2 separate regions of the Oryza sativa genome follow, and region 2 is linked to region 1. Evidence: chromatin contacts called from public HiCAR-type data. All regions are on one chromosome and are shown on one strand. The core of a region is the stretch at or near the end of the contact, and the rest is flanking DNA. Distances in the headings are between cores, read along the strand shown. Region 1 holds the start of LOC4329923 (B-box zinc finger protein 25). Region 2 holds the start of LOC4329950 (zinc finger protein CONSTANS-LIKE 3).

Region 1 (6,434 bases), core at 1,312-3,811:
CCAAAAGAAATACTGGACCGGACCATTACCTTGGATCCACTGTTATTGTTTCATCCGTTCAAGTGAATCTGAAGAATTGATATTATCCGTAAGTCCATACCTCTTTGGCTGTTTCTCAACATGAGATAAATCGCTTTTATATGCTCTTATATATTTTGCGAGGCATTTCCAGTTTGTTTTAATGGCCCATTTCCCCTTTCAGGAAGCACAAAATAAATTGAATGCGAAGATAGCAGAGCCCATATTCCATAGGGTTCGTGATGTTGCACCTAACAAGGTATCCTCTGTCTCATATAATAAGACTAAGATTCATGTTTATTGTCTGCAAGATTACATGCACAAATTTCTTTATTTTGTTGATCTTAGGATACAGAAATCTTTTTCATTTGTTTGAGAGCACAATGTATGGCCCACCGCCCATAATATTTTCCTAGCAGAAACTGTCTCTTGGTGAATGGTCTTTAAGAACTTTGTGGTTAGCCACCAATAATAGTTTTTCTAGTTTTCCTGCATAATCTGGGAAAGTAACTAAGCAATGGATATTTTTTTATGTTTGTTGCTAGTTCTTGTGACACCTAATATATTGTGTTTTATATTTCTTGCAGGCTATGTTCTGTTTAAGTTTTCAGCTACCTAGCGAATGTCTCAAGGATGAAACTGAAGATCACATACAATCAGTTGACTGTTAGCCTCTTCTATACAGTACTCTTGAAGTTGTATTAGTTTTGCCTGCAGTTTTGGAGGTTCTATAAAAGAAATGGCGATCATCCGATGTCTCCTGCCAAGATGGAACCCAGTTGCATCTCATGGTGAAGGGGAATCAATGCGATATTTTTGTAGACTTTAAGGTGCTTTGCATGGTTGAAATCAATTCGGAGCCCTATCCGATTCAGAAATCTGCTGCCGTAGGTTTGCATATCTGGTTGCAGGGCTTTTCATGTCTGCGCTGCTTCTGGATTCCAATGCCTTATCAGTTTTTTCTAGAGTGTGGGTGGAGTTCATGTAAAACGGGAAAGGATAGTAGTTCGGAAAATTATACTGTCCATTTATCGTTGTTCTCTGTATTTTTAGTTCCAGATTAATCCTATTGTTTACATCAATCTCATGGCCGTTTGCCAGTGTATTTATGTTCAGCCCATTTTCCCTTGTGCTTGCTAATTACCTCTGTTCCAAAATAAGTTAATCTAGCATGGAATCTGATAACTTATTTGAGGCGGTATACAGGCTGGTGTTTGCCTTTCAGTCTTCTTTCTGTACTGGTAATCTCTTTCTGTACTGGTAATCTCGGAAGATTAAACATAAGAGCAGAGCCTGGAGCTCATTTTCAGAAAAACTTATATCAGATTGATCACTGATGGCATGGGACGGAAGCAGAGTGGCTCAAATATGTCACAGTTGAGCAGGACTAACGTTAAACACAAAAGCTAGCATACAAGCAGAAAACACAAGGACATGGCAAAACCCAAGAACACAGGAGGAGGATCTTCTCCTCTGGAACGAACTCCTCTTCAAGATTCAACCAAGATCAGGGACGATGAGGTAATCCTCCTCGTCGTCGGGGAGCTCGACGCGGGCCTTCTTGCTCTGGCGGAAGCCGGTGGCCGCGGTGAAGGCGGCGGCGGCGGTCCTGGTCGGCGGCCTGTAGTACGCCACGTCGTTGGCCGCCTGCGAAGCGAAGAGCTCGGGGACCTCCGCCGTCGTCCGGCCGGCGGCGGCGCCGCCCTTGGGCGCCTGGTTGTGGAACAGGTCGATGTCGGCGAACCACTCCAGCTCCTGGAACCCGAGCGGCGGCGACGACTCCTTCTGCAGCTGCAGTATAATCACAAGGCGTGGTTGCGCCATGAGAATTGAGAAAGAGGGAACCCAAAGCATGGCATGGTGGTTTGATGGTTTCAGTTTGTGTAGGTGCTTGCCTTGTCGCCGGTCTCGTAGTCGGAGAACTGGAGGAGCTCGTCGACGGCCCAGCCCTGCGGCAGGAACTGCGGCGAGGGCGTGTCGACGGCGACGGTCGGGGCCGGCTGCTGATGATGGTGATGATGCTCGGAGGAGCCCATGGGCGGGGCGTGGTGGTCGGAGTCATGGGCGTCGCTGCCGCCGTCGCAGGGCGAGGCGGAGGCGAAGCCGACGCGGATGCCGGTGGCGAGGTAGCGCTGGTGGTTGCCGGAGAGCGTGCCGGGGACGTGGATGGGCTCGTCGCAGTCGCGGCAGAAGAGCGCGCGGTCCTCCACGCAGAAGATGAACGCCGCCTTCTCCTGGCACACGTCGCAGCGCGGGAGCCTCGCCGAGAGCGCCTCCAGCGGCAGCCGCTGGTGCTTCCCGGCCAGCTTGTTCGCCGCGTGCACCTCCACGTCGCACGCCGCGCACAGCGCCGCCTCGTCCGCGCAGCACACCACCGCCGCCGCCGCGCTCTCGCACGCGTCGCACTGGATCTTCATCTCCTCCTCCTCCTCCCCAACCAAGAACACAACTCAAGAACAAGATAAGACAGCCGCAAAGGTGTGGCTGCGCAGCTGCGTGCTGCGCGTCGGCAATGGAAAACGAGCGGCAGAAGAAGGGGATCCAGAAGCGCGGCTCGGCTAGTGGCGCATATAAACCCGTGGCGCGAGGGAGCACGCAACCGCGCGGGGCGCGAGCAATCAACCAACCAACCAAGCGAGCGAGCAGCGCGCGAAACTTGTGGTGGAGAAGAACTTGTGGACGCGAGCGCGCGGCGGTGGACTACTACTAGTCTGCGCAAGTCGCAACTCGCAACGGCTTTTTTTGCCGCGATCGCGCAGCTGCGAAGATTTTGATCTCGATCTCTGCTGACTCGACTGGCCGATACAAGAAGAATGGAGTAGATTAGTAAGATTCACGATAAAAAATAATGGAAGCTTATGGCTGGCTGTAGCTCGTGCAGGGCGCACAGGGGTCGCAGCCTAAGCATGGCCACCCATTCGCGTGCATGCAAAATTAATCAAATCAGATCAAATCAGATTGGCAATGTACTCGGTGTTGGTGTGCATACTTTGCATGTTGCATCGGTTTCTTTAATCTAGGAGTAAAATGCGCTCTAGCGATTAAATTAGTTGTGAATTTGTGATCGACGTTTTTGCATTGTTTTTTTAATATAGGGGGAGTATCATACTGTAGGGATTAGATTAGTACGTGATCGATATTTCTATTTCGGGTGGCTATGACTTACTGAGGAACTAGTAGTGGAAAATTCCTTCAACTTGAACCGAGTGCATGATGCAACTGTAGTTGGTGGTGGACTGGTCTGTGACTCTGTGGTAAGTACGTTTAGGAGGATTGCAGTTGGGGCGATAAACCAAGCTGGGGTGATTTAGGTTGGTGCTGGGTCATTATTGCAAGGATTATCGGTCAGATTGGCGGTGTCCCTGTCGTGATAAATGATCAAGTTTCTGGCTTTTTTAAGCCTCCGCTGAAAAAATTATGAGGTTGTTTCTTTTTCGTCTTGTTATTTTTGTGTAAGCGTATAGTATATCAGTTTGTCAGCTATTCTGCATTCTTTGCCGACATGGGATACTGTTAGTGATCTGTTCCTCAAACCACAGTTGCTATTGTTAGGTTGTGGACACGATCCTTCTAATCTCCAACGCTGTAGTATTACTGTATGCAACTCAACGCTGTAGTATTACTGCATGCAACTGTACATGTACACTAGTACAAATTCCCAGTGGACCATTGCTTGGCTAGCTATCACGCATCTGTTCTCTAAGCAGCAACTTGTTAAGATATAAAGCACGCTCGTGACCACGAAAAAAGCCCCCTCTTTTCCTGCCAAAAAGCCCCTCTAATCACATCATCAAGACATCAACCCTGCCGGCCGCCAAGTTGCTTTCAGTAAGTTTCAGCGTTTGTGGCTGTGGATGATCGAGTTCCTTCGGGGAGGGAGAGATCGAGATCGAATAATAATCCCTTACAACTCCTTATCCCTTTAATTAACAACGTCAATATGTTGAACCGGTTGTAGTCCTTTCGTTCTAAAATATAAGAACTTAAAATCGGATAAGACATTTTCTATTACTACCAACTTGGATACTTGGATAGATAGACTATCAAGATTCATAGTACTAGAAAATTTTCCATTCAATCTTAGGTCATTATAGTTTGGAGATAGCAGCGTACGGCTCCAGCTACGCCCACCGCCGTTTGGCCTATTCTATTTGGAAATTGCTACATACGATTGGTGTGTACGACTTGCATCCGACCAGTACTTACCCGCTCCTTGCTCTAGCCCATATGGAGAGTAGCTGGCTCGTACTCCCTCCGTCCCAAAAAAAGACAAACTCCAGTTTCCGTGTCCAATGTTTGACTGTCCGTCTTATTTGAAAAAATTATGAAAAAAATTAAAAAAATAAGTCACGCATAAAGTATTAATCATGTTTTATCATCTAACAACAATGAAAATACTAATTATAAAAAAAATTCATATAAGACGGACAGTCAAACATTGGCACGAGAATCCACGGTTTGCTTTTTTTTGGGACGGAGGGAATATGAAGTAAATTGATTGCAGATACGACAGGGTCGGATAGGGGTTGAATAATAGGGTCGGATGTATAGCAGTACTCATTCTATTTTGCAAATTTCTGCATGTGATGTGAGGCAGGCAGCTCAACTTGGCAGACGACCGTGGTGAAAAATCCGACCAGTGTTTAGACTTGTGTCACTGTACAGTTGGCTTGGATTATTGCAATGCAAAGCCTCGTCTTTTCAAGTATAAATCAGCCCGGCCATCACGGCATCAATCACCCAGCTAGCGCCAATAGGATTAGTTTCGGAAAAAAAGAACCCAGCACAGCACCAATCATTCAGAGATCATATCATTAAATAAGAAGAGGAAAAAAAAGATCGAGAGCCAACGCCAGCCACACGTACACTGCCTGGTAGTAGTACAGTGCATGCACCAAGCTGACACAGCTCGCTGCTGTGGCAGGCGCAGCAACAGGGAGTAGCGCTAGTGGCAATGGCAAAGGCCGAAACGGGCCGGGGAGACGACACGGTCACGAGCTCCGCATTCAATTTGCCGACGACGACGACGCGCGACGACGTACGAGACGCGACCGCTGAGCCGCCGTGCGCCACTAGCTCGCCCGATCCCCTCTCCCTCTCCTGTCTCGCCGCCTCCTCGTCGCCGCCGCCGCCGGGTTTGCCTCTTGGGCGCTGGGCCTGATCACGAGCAGGCGCAGGTGCATGCACGCCTCCTGTCGCGTCGCGAGTCTCGAGGCCGCGATCCGCCTGAACCGGCAGGTCAGGCAGGCGGCTCCGCTCGCTCGCTCGTGGCCGTGGACGCACGGCGAGTCCGCTTTCGCTGCGTTTGCAGCGCATTCATGTGCAGAGGTCGACATGGGTTTAGGCTGGGACGAAGAGACAATGTCGACATGGCTTGTGGCTTGGGTTTTTTTTTGGCTGTTTGGATAATACGGGGGCCATGGAAAAAGTGCTGGGGCATTTTGCTGTTGTGTGTACTGTGCAGCGTGAATTGGATGGCTTGTTAAATTTTTGACGTGGAATGCGGAGTCTCTTTTCTTCTTCGGTCGGGACGGGGCCTTTCATCGATCGTTCACTTTTCTATGTTCCTAGACGGGGTTGCAATTGCATGTCAATGTTTCGCACGGCTGATAAATTTGTGGATGACAAATTTAGCGCAGGTCAGCTGAGCCATCAGGTGGAGTAGGCATGTAGCCTAGCTAGCGGGAGTAATCGTCCAAGAAAACGTACGTGAGAGATGAGCGAGAGTACCACATTCACTTTCCAAGATCGTTTATCTAGTGTACGTGTCATATTGAGACACGGTTCAAAAGCAAGAGCACACGTAAGCTATCTATCTGGAGTACTGTAAGCTATGGTCAAACTATCATAACCCCGAATGTTTCATTAAGTGATCGAAGGATATTAGAGATCGACATTCATATTTGGTTTGAGTATTATCTTGCCATTGTCCAAGTATGTGGACTGTGGTAAACCATCCGAAAAGTACCAGTTATAACCAAGTGTGTTACAGGTAGTATGCACTTATGCAAAATTAGGCAAAAAATAGGTTAGGTGAGATTTAAGTTCTCATTGGTTGCTCATATTCTCTAATAAGTCAACATGACTAATTAGGGAATAAAAATTAATTTACAGGTAAAACTTTTATATATGTGTTATTATCACTTAAAAGTCAATGTAAAAAAATACGTTGAAAATATCTTAAAATCCACTTCAAAATTAAATTTAAAAATTCAAACTTTGATATATTTTTTTGGCTTATTAGGGTAACCAATGGGGCTCAAGGAGGTATAATAATTTTAAGGATAAATTTAAGATCTAATTGTTCGAACGCTAACTTTACCACAAGTTAATTTGTCAAAAGTGTGGCAACAAATTATTCATAGGTGTAGCAAAATTTAGCTACAAAATCCTATCTTTCTATAAAGTTAGCCTAC
Region 2 (6,434 bases), core at 1,897-4,396, 230 kb before region 1:
GCAGGTCGCCACCACCAGCTCGTGCACGAAGCTACAGCCGATCACCTCCACCTCCTCGTGAGCGAAGCTACAGCAGATCACCAGCACAGCCAGCCAACCGCGAGGAGTCCCCCTACGCAAATAACGCGTAACCCGCCTAGTTCCAATTTGCTGGAAATGTTAGGGGGGCTCGGTGTGTTTTTGTAAGCGCTTGTGTTATGGAGTCTTGAAAAGCTATAGGGATTGAGTATGTTCTTCGGAAGCATTTGTGTACCCTTCGGGAAAAACCCCGCCGCTGCTGATACAATTGTTGAAGCAGGAGCCTAGCGTTTTGGTCGACTGTATGACTTTGAGACCCCATGTAGTCCGTAAGACTAAGTTTTGTACCATTAGATTTTTCACATTGCTGGAATATTTGTGCTAAATACTAGTATTATTAATTAATGTCTTTTGTAGGTGCTGCTCTTTTTGCTTGTTGCGGATGCCGTAATATCAGAGGATTACACATGCTTCTGGATGTCTCCACTGCATCTGGATGCGCTGTGGTCACCGTGCTGCGCCACTTTCCAGGTTCACAGCTCTTCTGGAGCAGCTCACATATACTCCTACAACATTCACTGTATCATGCATCGCGTCACCATTGCCATGATCACATGCGCTACATGTGTACCACCCCCACACCCGGCACGGGCACACCGATACGGCGCTTCACATGGCTTTGTGCCAAAGCGGTGTACGCTAGTACCGAGGTCACATGGTTGCACTACGCGGCTGCAGCCATCAAACTTCCATGGCATCTGCAACAGAAAAGGCTTCAATGATTCCAACCCTTTTTACGTGGTTCAGTACATGTCCGTGTCCCCCAATACGGAAGTTGTTGCACGGTTTCACCTCACAGGTAAATAAAAGACGTAACAGAAACTAGCACGAACGGAAAGCTGTGTAAAGGGTGCTTTGAATATGTACCACTAGGTCGGCACGACGCCATCCCAGCGCCGGTGGTGGACGCCACCGCGGCCGCCCATGTCGCTCTCACCGGAGAGCACGAAGATGCGCGATGGCGGCGGAGCATGAGGCATTTGGTGTGACCAGCAGGGAGGACGGCAGGTGGGGAAAATCGCACCTCCATACCCAGCAGAAGAACAAACCACAAACACACCCAAAAACAGAATTTTGTCTTCTTCACATTCAATTTTCAAAAATACCAAGGACCTAAACAAAAAGTCACAAAGACACAGAATACAGAACGGATAGACCGATCTGAAATAACAGAAGAAACAATTAGATCAAAACAAAAAATGGCAGCATGGCACGCGGCACTCAACGCACCAGCCAACCGGAAACAACCGTCACAATGACCGGCATCCAAACCCCAAATACATGAATAATTACGTAATCAACCGGCGCACCGGCAACGCATAAGCATGCAAATTAGGCCGAGGTGCACAGAACAGTAAAAGGAGACGTGTAAAACAGTCAGATATCCAAAAAAAAACCAAAATCAGGAGAAAAACTGTGAGGTTAGGGGAGTTATTGGTTGATGATTACACTCGTATAATAGAGTAGTATGATGCTCGAACCTCCTGGTTGATGGAGATATGAGTACTGCAGTTCGTTCTTGCACATTTTTCTTTACCATTTTTCGGCAAGCTTCTAGTAGCAAGTAGGAGGAGTACTAGCCTTTCCAAAAGTAGAATGGACAGTAACATTAACGCCCTTGAACTTGAAGCACTGAACCATGGTCACGGTTGCAAAAACAGCTACTCCCATGGTAATGTACAAGCCTTGGTTAGGCAGAAGAGGAGTAGTAGGAGTACAAGGAGTACAATAGAATACTACGTCCATGGATGAAAAACTACTGTACATATTATTCATGTCACACGGGGCCATGCGTCGCACACACGCACGCATGCACGCGCGCACGGGGCGCGCCAAAATTACGACGGCGCACGTCGCCGACTCGCCGTACCGTGCGTACGTCCTTCCTCAGAACGACGGCACGACGCCGTCCGACGCGGCGAGGGCGGAGAACGCCGGCGAGCATGGCGCCTCGTCGTCGTCGTCGGCGTCGGCGGTGCGCTTGGCGAACCGGCCCTTGATGCGCGGCCGCGTCTCGGCGTACGCCTTGCGGGACGCGTACCGGATGGTCTTGTCGAACCGCCGGTTCTTGCGCTTCTCCCTGTACCGCATCAGCCGCGCCTCCCTCTCCTTCCCCTTGCTCGCCACCACCACCACCATGGGCGGCGCCGCCGAGCCCGCCGACAGCGCGTCCGGTACGATCGCGACCTCCGACGACGACAACTGCGGAACGCGTAGGAAACCATGTCATAACGCCGCGCCATGAGCATCGACGAGAGCTAGCTGTGTGGTAGTGAGGCTTACGCTGTGGGCCATGGAGTGTTCGGGGTAGAAAAGGCTGCCGGCGGTGAGGTCCAGCTCGGGCGGCGCGACCGGTACCCCGATGGCCTTGATTCCGTCCATGGACCGGGCGAAGTCCAGGTCGACGCCGAGGTACGCGCCGGTGTCGGCGAAGAACGCGTCGGCGGCTGCGGCGCTATCCTCGTGGCTATTGTCGTCGGGCTCGGGGAGAAGCCACGACGCCGCCTCGGCCTCGTTGCTCCGGTCATCATCCGCATCCTCCTCCCGCGCCGCGGCGGCATCCGCGGCGGCCTGGGAGAAGGGGAAGGGCTGCGGCGCGTCGGCGAGCGGGCCGAAGAAGGGCGCGACGGGGAGGCGCTCGTGCCTGCGCGCGAGCGGGTTCGCCGAGTGGATGTCGGCGTCGCAGGCGGCGCACAGCGCCGCGGCGTCCGCCCGGCACGTGACGGCGGCGGGCGCGTGCTCGCACACCTCGCACAGCCACACCCGCGCGTGGCGCGACCCGGCGCCGTGCGCCCGCGCGTCGCACCGGGCGCACAGGAACGCCCCGTCCGCGCGGCAGTAGAGCCGCGCCGCCTCCCCGCCGCACGAGTCGCACGCCCGCGTCCCCAACCCCCACGACGACGAGGAGTACCCCGCCGCCACCGCTCCTCCCACTCCCACCATCGCCTTGTCCTCCACCGCCTCCATTTCTTCTTCGCTTCGCTTTGCCGCTCGGCGCGTGGTGCGTTTCACTCGCTCGCAGCTCGGTTTCTCGCGGAGTTTGGCTGTGTTTTTTGGGCGTTGGGCACGGGGGATTCGACTATTCGCGGGGGGTTTTGAGGGGGTCCGTGGCACGTGGAGGGACTCCCGGCCACGAGACGCGCGCGCGAGTGTGGTCCGACCGACCGTCCGACCCGCGCGGTCACTCTCCCTCCCCCCGTCGGCTCGCGTCTCGCGCGTACTCTCGCTCACATTGCCCGGTGTTTAGCCGAGCAGCGGAGAGCTGACGGCTCCGCATTGGCCGAGCCGGCAAATCGCCGTCGCAGCAGCAGAGGGTCGCCATCTCGCGCTGCTTGCAAAACGGCACTGCCAGTACTACTGCATTTTCAGCGCTTATCCGAGTATACCTTTACGCTCTTGCATTCGTTTTGATCGCGATGTGTATGAGACCCATAGTTTAACCAACGGTTTTTAGGCGGCACGGAATCGGATCAAATCACTTGCTACGCAACATGGCCACCATGAACCCATCTCTCTGCTTTTCCTGCTACTACTAGCACAGAAGCACGCAAAAAAGCCAAGAAAGAAAAAGACTTTGTACATCGCGATGGGCACGAGCTCTCTAGGACTGTAGTACATCTAGCCAGATGCCGTTCACACTTGCACGTCCTTTTCCTCTGCGGGAAGAGAAGGAAAAAAAAAAGAAAGGAGAGCGGTGGTTGCGCCACCATTGTCGCGACGCGCGCGCCTGCGACGCACGGGGACAACGGGGACAGAGGGAGGGGCCCACCCGTCCGACTGTCACCGTCGCCTCTCGCGCCAGGTGTCGCGCGCCGGTTGGCTGGTGCGCTCCCGGCTTATCGCTTTGCGGATGAGGTGATGCCATGTCAGCGGCCACGGCCAAGCCGAGGCCACCGTGGGTGGGGGGAGTGGGGACGCGGCAAATCTCGTGCGAGATCTGGATCCTTCACGTAGGGCTTGGTGCGTGCTGGACGCTGGACACTTGCGGCGGCAGCACTGAGCTGGGCTGCTGCCTGCTGCTGGTGGCCAGTTGGCACCGCACACCAAGGCTAGTGGACATGTGTTTGCGTCTCCCTTCCATTCTAAAATAAACAGACTAGTATAAAATATGATATATTTAGGTGCTAAAATAAATAAGCTTAGTATGAAATATGATGTATTCAAGGGCTATGAATCTAGAGAGACATGCTACATTACTAGACTCGTTTATTTTAAAATAGAAGGAGTACTAGACATGTTAGGCATGTTTGGATTGAGGTTGATTTTTGTCCTACCAATTTTTTTTGGCAACTTCAATAGTAACGGGCTGTTTTGGTTTGAGGCCTAAATTAGCCATACCAATATTTGGTAATTTAAATAGTGTTTAGTGTCTATTTGGTTTAAAGCCAAATTGGCATGAGTAAGAAAATAAGCCATTTCAATAGTGAACTTAGGCTATTTTGGCTTTAATCCAAACACAACTTTGCCTTACCAAAATTAGTCATGCCAAAACTTAACAAAATTTGGCATTGACAAAATTTGATAAGGTCTATTTAGGCCACAAACCAAACCAACCCAACATATAGATGTTTGGTTTGCTACCAATTTATATCCACGCTGCTAAAAGTACTATACTATCAATTTGTTAGTGTCAAAAATTACCAAGATTTTAGCGCTACCAAAATATTGATTGGGCAAAATTGGTAACAATCCAAACAAACCCGTCTGCAACTTGCGTAGAGTGTATATGGAGTACTGTTATACTTGTGCAACTTGTAATTAGACTTTGGTGTGCGTATTGGAATATAGGGTCGCTACTTGTTTGGGGTCTATACGAATTGGTGAGTTCAGCATTTCCGGCACTTGAAGTGACTATGATCTAATCCACTGCAACCAAGTCCTCGGTAGGATTTGGTCGTCAATGGCATCTTGTGTGAGAGGTTGAGCTTTTGAAGCAACCCAGTGTGTGTGAGGAGGAAGCCTAGCCACTTAAAAGGCATAAACAACAAAATACATGTCAATAATGAAATACTGGGGAAAAGAGAGTTTTTTCCCCTCATATTATTCAATGGCTACAAAACTCGTAATCTCGCCCTGTACATTGTAAATTGTTAATATATTTGTTATAGGAGTCTTCCTACAGTATTTTTCCCTAAAAATTACTGGGAAATCTACCAAACGAGCCTCAATGACAAATACGGCAAGTATTATTGAAGTTTAACACTTTTATTAGGATTAAAATAAACATTTTGTGAGGCTCATGGATTTTATTTAAGTGTCAGTTTCTTAAGCATGCACCCAGGGGCACACACTTGGTGGTGTCCGCATGTGTCTTTTCCGTATAATCGAAAAGGTCATATTAATGAAGTTTGGCTCTTTTATATGGGCTGTTAGACAATTGGCTACATTTTATTGTTCTATAATAGACTATCTTATTCAACATTCTTAAGAAATATCCTAAAGGGAATGTTTACATGAAGGCCACAAATTGCCACACCCAAATGTTAGGCGTGTCATAGTTTACTGGGTTAGTTAGTTACTACTTATATTTGGTTGGTTGTTGTTGCGATCGTGGAGAGTCACACTTTGTTAATTCACACATTCGGATCACATGTGTACTCAATTTCTAGGCAAACATTGTTAAACCTGTACTACAGTTAATAAGGTGTCTACCTCACTTTGTATGGCATCATCTTACTTCTGGCAAAGTTAGGCGTCAGCCTAATTGGCTTGGAGTAGCCTTGCATGCATCTCAACAGTCAAGAGTCTGCTTCTCAACTGTTAGATTTAATTGGGTAATTGATCCATTTAAATCAATTAAATCAAATAAATTCCAAGCCTCATTATGCTAGGAATTCATGTGTATTCATTCTCTTATGGGATATCAATGGGATGAGGAGTTTTGAGAATTAATCCATTTGATTAGGGAATTGGTAACTTATATCAATTACTCCTATTTGATGGATGGTTGATGGTTGTATAGTGGAGGATGGTTCATGGCTAGTTGATGACAATTAATTGCTCTATTCCTCTTCCTATTCCATTGGTAACCTACATCAATTACTCCTAATTGATGGTTGGTTGATGGTTGTGTAGTGGAGGATGGTTCATGGCTAATTGATGAGAATTAGTTACTATATTCCTCTTCCTATTCCATGATTTTTACTCTTCATCTTCCATTCCTCATATAAAATGAGAATGGATTTGATCTCCTAAAAGAGAAGAGAGACACACTTTCATCCATTTTCAACGCTGTTGCTGCTACAGTAATCCCATCCCGACGAGTGTGTGCACACGCGTTGGGAGAGTAGGCCTCCGAAACCACGCGTTGCTGCGACGTTTGTACGGACGGGCGTGCGATCAGGTTTTTGGGAGCG

Evidence for each region. HiCAR-type assays count read pairs that join an accessible place to other places.
Region 2: a contact with region 1 is called in a HiCAR-type map of leaf, with 2.8 times the contacts expected there. The contact joins the promoter of LOC4329950 here to the promoter of LOC4329923 in region 1. A contact is called at or near these places in 1 of 15 Hi-C or Micro-C datasets (seedling) and 1 of 4 datasets of contacts at active chromatin or transcription factors (leaf).

What each region holds. Positions count from the first base shown.
Region 1 is chr2:24,237,928-24,244,361 of ASM3414082v1, reverse strand. It overlaps LOC4329923 (B-box zinc finger protein 25), which reads right to left and starts at 2,561. Exons shown (of 2, transcript XM_015771047.3): 1 at 1,914-2,561; 2 at 1,322-1,809. The coding sequence starts at 2,435. The coding sequence ends at 1,516. LOC9271157 (tRNA (guanine(37)-N1)-methyltransferase) reads left to right here. Exons shown (of 11, transcript XM_015771046.3): 9 at 1-88; 10 at 203-277; 11 at 606-1,133. The coding sequence ends at 689.
Region 2 is chr2:24,469,241-24,475,674 of ASM3414082v1, reverse strand. It overlaps LOC4329950 (zinc finger protein CONSTANS-LIKE 3), which reads right to left and starts at 3,146. Exons shown (of 2, transcript XM_015770369.3): 1 at 2,362-3,146; 2 at 1,661-2,280. The coding sequence starts at 3,045. The coding sequence ends at 1,966. LOC4329951 (serine/arginine-rich splicing factor RSZ23-like) reads left to right here. Exons shown (of 5, transcript NM_001401903.1): 5 at 1-727. The coding sequence ends at 131.